Regions from separate parts of the Columba livia genome. Here region 2 is linked to region 1. The links are chromatin contacts, called in public Hi-C maps. All regions are on one chromosome and are shown on one strand. Each heading gives the region's core, a stretch centred on a gene start, on an enhancer-like site or on the middle of the called end of the contact. The rest is flanking DNA. Distances are from core to core; before and after follow the strand shown.

What was found. A called contact is a pair of places that touch in the nucleus more often than the background predicts.
Region 2: a Hi-C map of crop shows a contact between it and region 1, with 3 times the contacts expected there. The contact joins the enhancer-like site here to the promoter of SERINC1 in region 1. A contact is called at or near these places in 2 of 2 Hi-C or Micro-C datasets (crop and liver).

The regions. Positions count from the first base shown.
Region 1 is chr3:54,136,804-54,139,716 of bColLiv1.pat.W.v2, forward strand. SERINC1 (serine incorporator 1) reads right to left here and starts at 1,267. Exons shown (of 10, transcript XM_065056770.1): 1 at 962-1,267. The coding sequence starts at 1,000.
Region 2 is chr3:54,217,776-54,220,834 of bColLiv1.pat.W.v2, forward strand. No RefSeq gene overlaps it. Among named protein-coding and RNA genes, the nearest start is that of FABP7, 8.9 kb to the right of the region's middle. Within about 2 kb of position 1,641, at least 1 of the 3 cell types and tissues checked has an H3K27ac peak away from gene starts, as active enhancers do.

The DNA of each region.
Region 1 (2,913 bases), core at 17-2,516:
TATTTTTAGTATGGAAAATGCAGGTTTTCACAACCCAACTAACATTTCAAACTCAAATATCTGAAGAGTCACGATCCATCTGATTGTGTCTATTTGCATTGGAAGTAGATTTTGAAAGACATATCACTTCAAGATAAGACAGCAATGCCTCAACTGCAAAGAGGACTACCATGCAGGATCTCTACCGACTTCTATGTTTTTATGGACAGTACTAACAGTTTTAAAACCACTTCAAAGTATGTTTTCCCGTTAAGGAAAATGCGCTGTCGATGCTCAGCATGGGGCTGACACATCACCACGATCCACTGTGCAGTGAGAAAACGAGCCCTCGGTAAGACAAAGATGCTACAAGGGGTGGAGCTGCTCAAGACAAAGCCGTAAGAAAGAGGAATTAAATACAATCACTAAGACCAAGGCAACACGAGAGTTTTGCTCTTCCCGAAAAGAAACGCCGAACTTCCTAAGCGTTTAATGAGATTTTGAGTCCTTTACAAATTTGGAGAGGGGGAATTTTAGCTGACACAGTAACGCCTCCCGCACAGTAAGGCGGATTCAGCAGCAACCAGCAGCGCGACAAGCCGCTCTAAGTCAGCACGAAGCCGCCCATGGCCCCAGCGAAACGGCTTCGGCAGATCCCTGGGGAGACCCCGGAGACACTCGAAATGGGAGACCAGGGTGGGGGCGCGGCCCAGGGCCCGCGTCCTCCAGCCTGCCGGGGGTAGCGCCCGGCCCCGAAGCAGCGGGGGCGGCGGCCGCTCAGGGTGCAGAGAGCTCGGGGGGGTGCGGGTGGGGAGGCAGCGCCACAGACACTCCTGGGAGACAAAGCTCCGGGGCGGGGAAACGGGGAGGGGGACGACGTGCGAGGCCCGGGGAAGGGGTGGCGGGACACCGGCCGCAGGCTCCGGGCCTGCGACGTACAAAGAGGGGTAAGGAAGCACCACCCGCCTGCCCCCCGCCTTACCCAGCTCGCCATGGAGCAGAGGCCCAGGACGCCGCCCATGGTCCGCGGCGGGATCCGGCTCCGGCTCCTCAAAGATGGAAGCGCGGCGGCCCCGGGTTGTTTACCGCTCCCAACGGCGCTTCCGGGTGCTGTGACGGTATCGCACGTCACTTCCGGCAGGAGGGAGACAGGCAGCCGTCTCCGCTGCAGCCTCCTTTCATTACGGGTCCGAGAGCGGTGGCGGTTGGGCCGCGTTGTCCCTGCCCTTGTGACTGGGGAAGGCGCCGGCCTGCGGGGCGTACCGCTGCAGGGGGCGGCTGGCCCGCGGCCTCGCTGGTCAGACCCCCGCACAGGCGCCGGCAGCCGCTGCCATGTGTTAGAAGGATATAAAATGGTTAGTAGTCGGCCTGCGCTTCTTCATTGCCTTCATTGCCCTTAGATGGGGTGTGGTTAGTAGGTCGATACAGGTTCTACTCCCCCTCTACTCTGCCCTGGTGAGACCACACCTGGAATGTTGTGTCCAGTTCTGGGCCCCTCAGTTCAAGGACAGGGAACTGCTGGAGAGAGTCCAGCACAGGGCAACAAAGATGATTAAGGGAGTGGAGCATCTCCCTTATGAGGAAAGGCTGAGGGAGCTGGGGCTCTTTAGCTTGGAGGAGACTGAGGGGTGACCTCATTTATGTTTATAAAAATGTAAGGGATGAGTGTCAGGAGGATGGAGCCAGGCTCTTCTCAGTGACAACCAATGATAGGACAAGGGGCAATGGACACAAACTGGAACACAGGAGGTTCCACTTAAATATGAGAAGAAACTTCTTTATGGTGAGGGTGACAGAGCACTGGAACAGGCTGCCCGGGGGGTTGTGGAGTCTCCTCTAGAGACGTTCAAAACCCGCCTGGACACCTTCCTGTGTAAGCTCAACTGGGTGTTCCTGCTCTGGCAGGGGGATTGGACTAGATGATCTTTTGAGGTCCCTTCCAACCCCTAACATTCTGTGATTCTGTGATTCTGTGGCTGCTGCGCTGTGGCTGACAGCGGCACCATCATGTTTTGGTCAGCTCCCCTGACGTGTTAGAAGGATATAAAGTGCTTAAGAGTTGGCCTGTGCTTCTTCATTGCCTTCCCAGGCATATCTAGAGCAGGGAGTGCCGGAGAGGGGGAAGATGTTGCCTGGAGCGATAGGCTGGCTGCCCTACAACAGCGGGTGGTGCTCACAGAATTGCCCAACACTTTCCAAAAACAGCTAATGGGCTAGAGCTGGGTGACTGTAGCCTCCTTACCTGAGGACTACTAAATGGAAGGCTTCATCCCGTAAAACCCATATAAAACCATATAAATATTTCAGTGCATCCAATCTCATTAGGCCCCACCTTTCTTACAAGTACTGGTAAGAGTCTTGAGCCTGCAGGACCTTCTGGCTGTCGTGGTGGTGCTATGTAGAAGATTAACATGGTCCAAAAAAGAAAAAGTCAAAAGAAGAAAATGGTCCAAAAAGAAAAACTATTCCTCAAACTTTATCTTCATAAAACAATCACACAATCAAGGAACAGGAAAAGTACATTTTAATAACATATACATAATAATACCAAGGATACTGTCTCAGCTGAAAAAATACAAGTTTCATTTGGCAAATGTGTTTTAGTATTCAAAAGTAGGCACTTAACAAGGATAAATAAGCAAACTGATTTTTTAAGTATGAGGCAGAACATTTTGTATGGAATAAACAGTATGTAACTTAATTTTACAAATTAAGAAACGTTTTTGACTCCCACAAGCTTCTCTTATAGTACTACATGCTGAATTATTGATCAGGTTGGACTTATCCACACATGTTGCTGAATCTATCATTCATAATTTTTTTAAAGGCAATCCTGTTTGTCATATTCAACATGAAAAAGCTGGGAAGGAACTTTTGCACCCTGAAGGTTTAAGGCTGCGATTGTTGTCCAGTGATGAAAAAAAAGAAATGAGA
Region 2 (3,059 bases), core at 391-2,890, 81 kb after region 1:
ACTGCGGTATGTATTGGTTCCCCATGGTCCACACAGCACAGGCCAGTGGGGCTGAGCGCACTGGAGTTCCAGGGCACTTGCTCTGAAGTGGTTTGGGGAAGGGCTTAAACTGTTCTGCCATCTAGTGGGATTCTCAGCCTGCCAGGTAGTTTGTGCACATAAGTGGATGGACACAGTTTAAGAGACCTCAAAACCAGCTGGGAGGCAGCTGCTTCAGAGAGAAAATGCAAAGAGAGTGTGAGCTGGACTGGTGAGAAGTCGACAGTCTGCAGCTAATATGAGACGTTCACTCCAAGGGTATTGCTAAGGGTGCAGTACCTTGGTGTCTGCGTGTGTTCAGAATGTTGTGTGATTGCAAACAGGAGACATCTCGTGTCACTGCGAACACTACTTCAATGGCTTATCTCAGCTTGGGAAAGCACTGCCAGCTGAAGCCACCCCACAGGGCTGCTGTTCGGAGACATGCGGTGCTCCTTACTGCTGCTCTGTGTTGCTCAACCCTCGGGCAGGTAGCCCAGCACGCCAGCACGTCGCCTTGGTTATGGGACCCAGTCCTCTCGGTGGAAGCTCACCCACACTGCACGGACAAAGGAAGGATGTCGGGCTTTGGACTGAGGGGTGAACTCACCAAAAGCCTTTTCAGCCTGTAAATTCTGTCATAAAACAGGTGTCTAAGTTTGGCTTGCAACCTACGCAGCTGTAGATACCGGGTCTGCGATTTGGGTTAGGGTGTCAATACTGCCATAGATGACTGATTTTGATGTTTCTTTTTTAAAGAAGAGCTTAGTTTCACCTTCTATTAAGCTGTTCTGCTTTGGATATTAATCAGAAATAAATGCTCAGAGCTGCTATATTATGACTTTGGTTCATTTCCCTGTTCAGCCTGGTGGGGGCCAGTCCGTATTGCAAGAGGGCCCAGAGCTCTGTCCTGTGCCACGTCCTAACGCCAGACCACCACAACTTAGATCTGATGGAAAATGGTTTTCTGGCTGGAGATACAAAGCTTGGGTGCTGTCAGCTTTTCTGGATTAAACATATATTCAGCAAATACCTGCAATATAAAGGGACCTGATGTGAAGATTTAGTCAATCCTTACTAGTGCTTTATTGCTGGGAATCTGCTGGGCACCGACGCATGCTATAAATCCAGTACTTACCATAAAATGTACAGAAAAGCCAATCTGAGAAGGAATGGTTTAACCTTCCTACATATTTCATTTTTTTCCAGATCCCTTGGGCATATTTGTAAATCAGCAGGGCAAACAAAAAAGGAGCATGTAAACTGCTACTAATCTCTAGCAGTATTCCAAAATTCTAATTCTAATAATGCTCCTTTTTTTCTACGGGGACAAGAGCAGCTTTCGCCCGAGGGCTCCGCAGCCGTCGAGGCCGACAGGGAGTCAAGCCGCCCCCCACGGCGGACACAAGATGGCGCCCGAGCCTGCGCCTTCCTCGCAGGATCGCCACCCTCCGCCTCTCGGCCCGCAGCGCCTCGGAAGCGGCAAGGTTGGACCTCCTTCGCTGTCAGCCGTAACGGGAAAAAGAAGGGAAGCCGCAGCAACGCCCGACGCCGGTGGGAAGAAGGACGGGGCTCCCGGGGAGCCCGTCGCTGAACACCCGCCCCGCTGCGTCCAAGGTGTCCCGCCCAGACGCTGCCCCTTGAGCTGCCCCGGCGACTCATCGTCCGAATGGCTCGTGGGCTCAAGACAAGCTGCTGAATTAACTGTGATTAAGTTACAAAAGACGTACCCATCATTAACCAGTTGACATGATAAATGCTTTCCGACCACCTGCAAAACGAGGGGATATTTTTCTAGTTTTAGATGACAAGAGGGAGACAGAAGATTAAATGATACATTATTTAGAACCAAAATGCTTAGTTTATATTTAACTAATAATTAATAGATGTATTGTAAGTAAGAAACTAAACAATTATAACTAAAATCATCAATTATTTCTTACTATAGAGGCACTGTATGTCAAAAATTTCAAAAACTGTAAGGCACATGTAATAATTATGTGAACATAAGCAACGCAAGAGCATCCAGTCTTTGGAGCCCTTATGGAGGATGATCCCCAGTGTTCCCCAACACTGATAAAATAAAGAATGACGCTTAACAATATAATTGACTCTGCTGTTGTTTCTTCGTTTCACCATGACTCCCGGCAGCTCCAAAAGCCTGGGGGAGATGGGTGCAAATGTGCTGCCCTTTTCCCCCACCATCCCCTTCTGGGCTGCACGAGCAGACGGGGGGCAGGTGGATCCCCCTCAGGGGCGGCTTCCACACAGGTCATACCAGCACCCGCTCAGCTAAATAAGCAGGCTATTCACAGAAAACACGACTTCTTGCTCCCCAGTTTAGCTGCTGCTCCTGCAGGCCGCCCATTCCCCAGCAGCACCCCTGTGGCCCAGCAGCCACAGCAGAGCGACCGGCTCTCCCCGCAGCCGCTCGGGCCGCCTCTGGCATCCAGCAGACAGCAGGGGCTGGGCAGTGGTGTCCTGTGCACTGAGGAGGAAAAGTGCCCTTTAAGTGAAAAAACAGGAAAACTACCATAGACACATTATGGGAGAGCTACAGGTTTTGAACATGCTTGTTTCTCCCACCAGTTTTGTACCCGTCTTCTACTTCACTGCTTGACAATTCCATCACTTCCATTCCTTCATCACTGTGAACTTGTCATCTAACTCCATACAAAGTTCACATCTATCTACTCACTTTTTTCAGGGCTCAACCCTTATTTCACTCACTTATACTTCCATATGCCAAACATCAACTGTTAGTGCTTTAAACACCCAATATAAGAAGTAGATATCTTTAATTGCCTCTATATTCAGTAAACTGAGATGATTGAGATGATTGAAGGACAACTCATTGCTATTCCTCCCAGCAAGTACTGGGTAGAGATCTTACATATCCAACAGACTCGTTAAAGAGCCTTGAGGCAGTTCTTGAATAATCTTTGTCTTGAGCACTGGGAGAACTGCTTCTCTAGAAAAAAAAAAGCATGTGATTATGCAAGTAGAGATGGTGTTGCAATATCAGAAAGTGCTGAAATAAG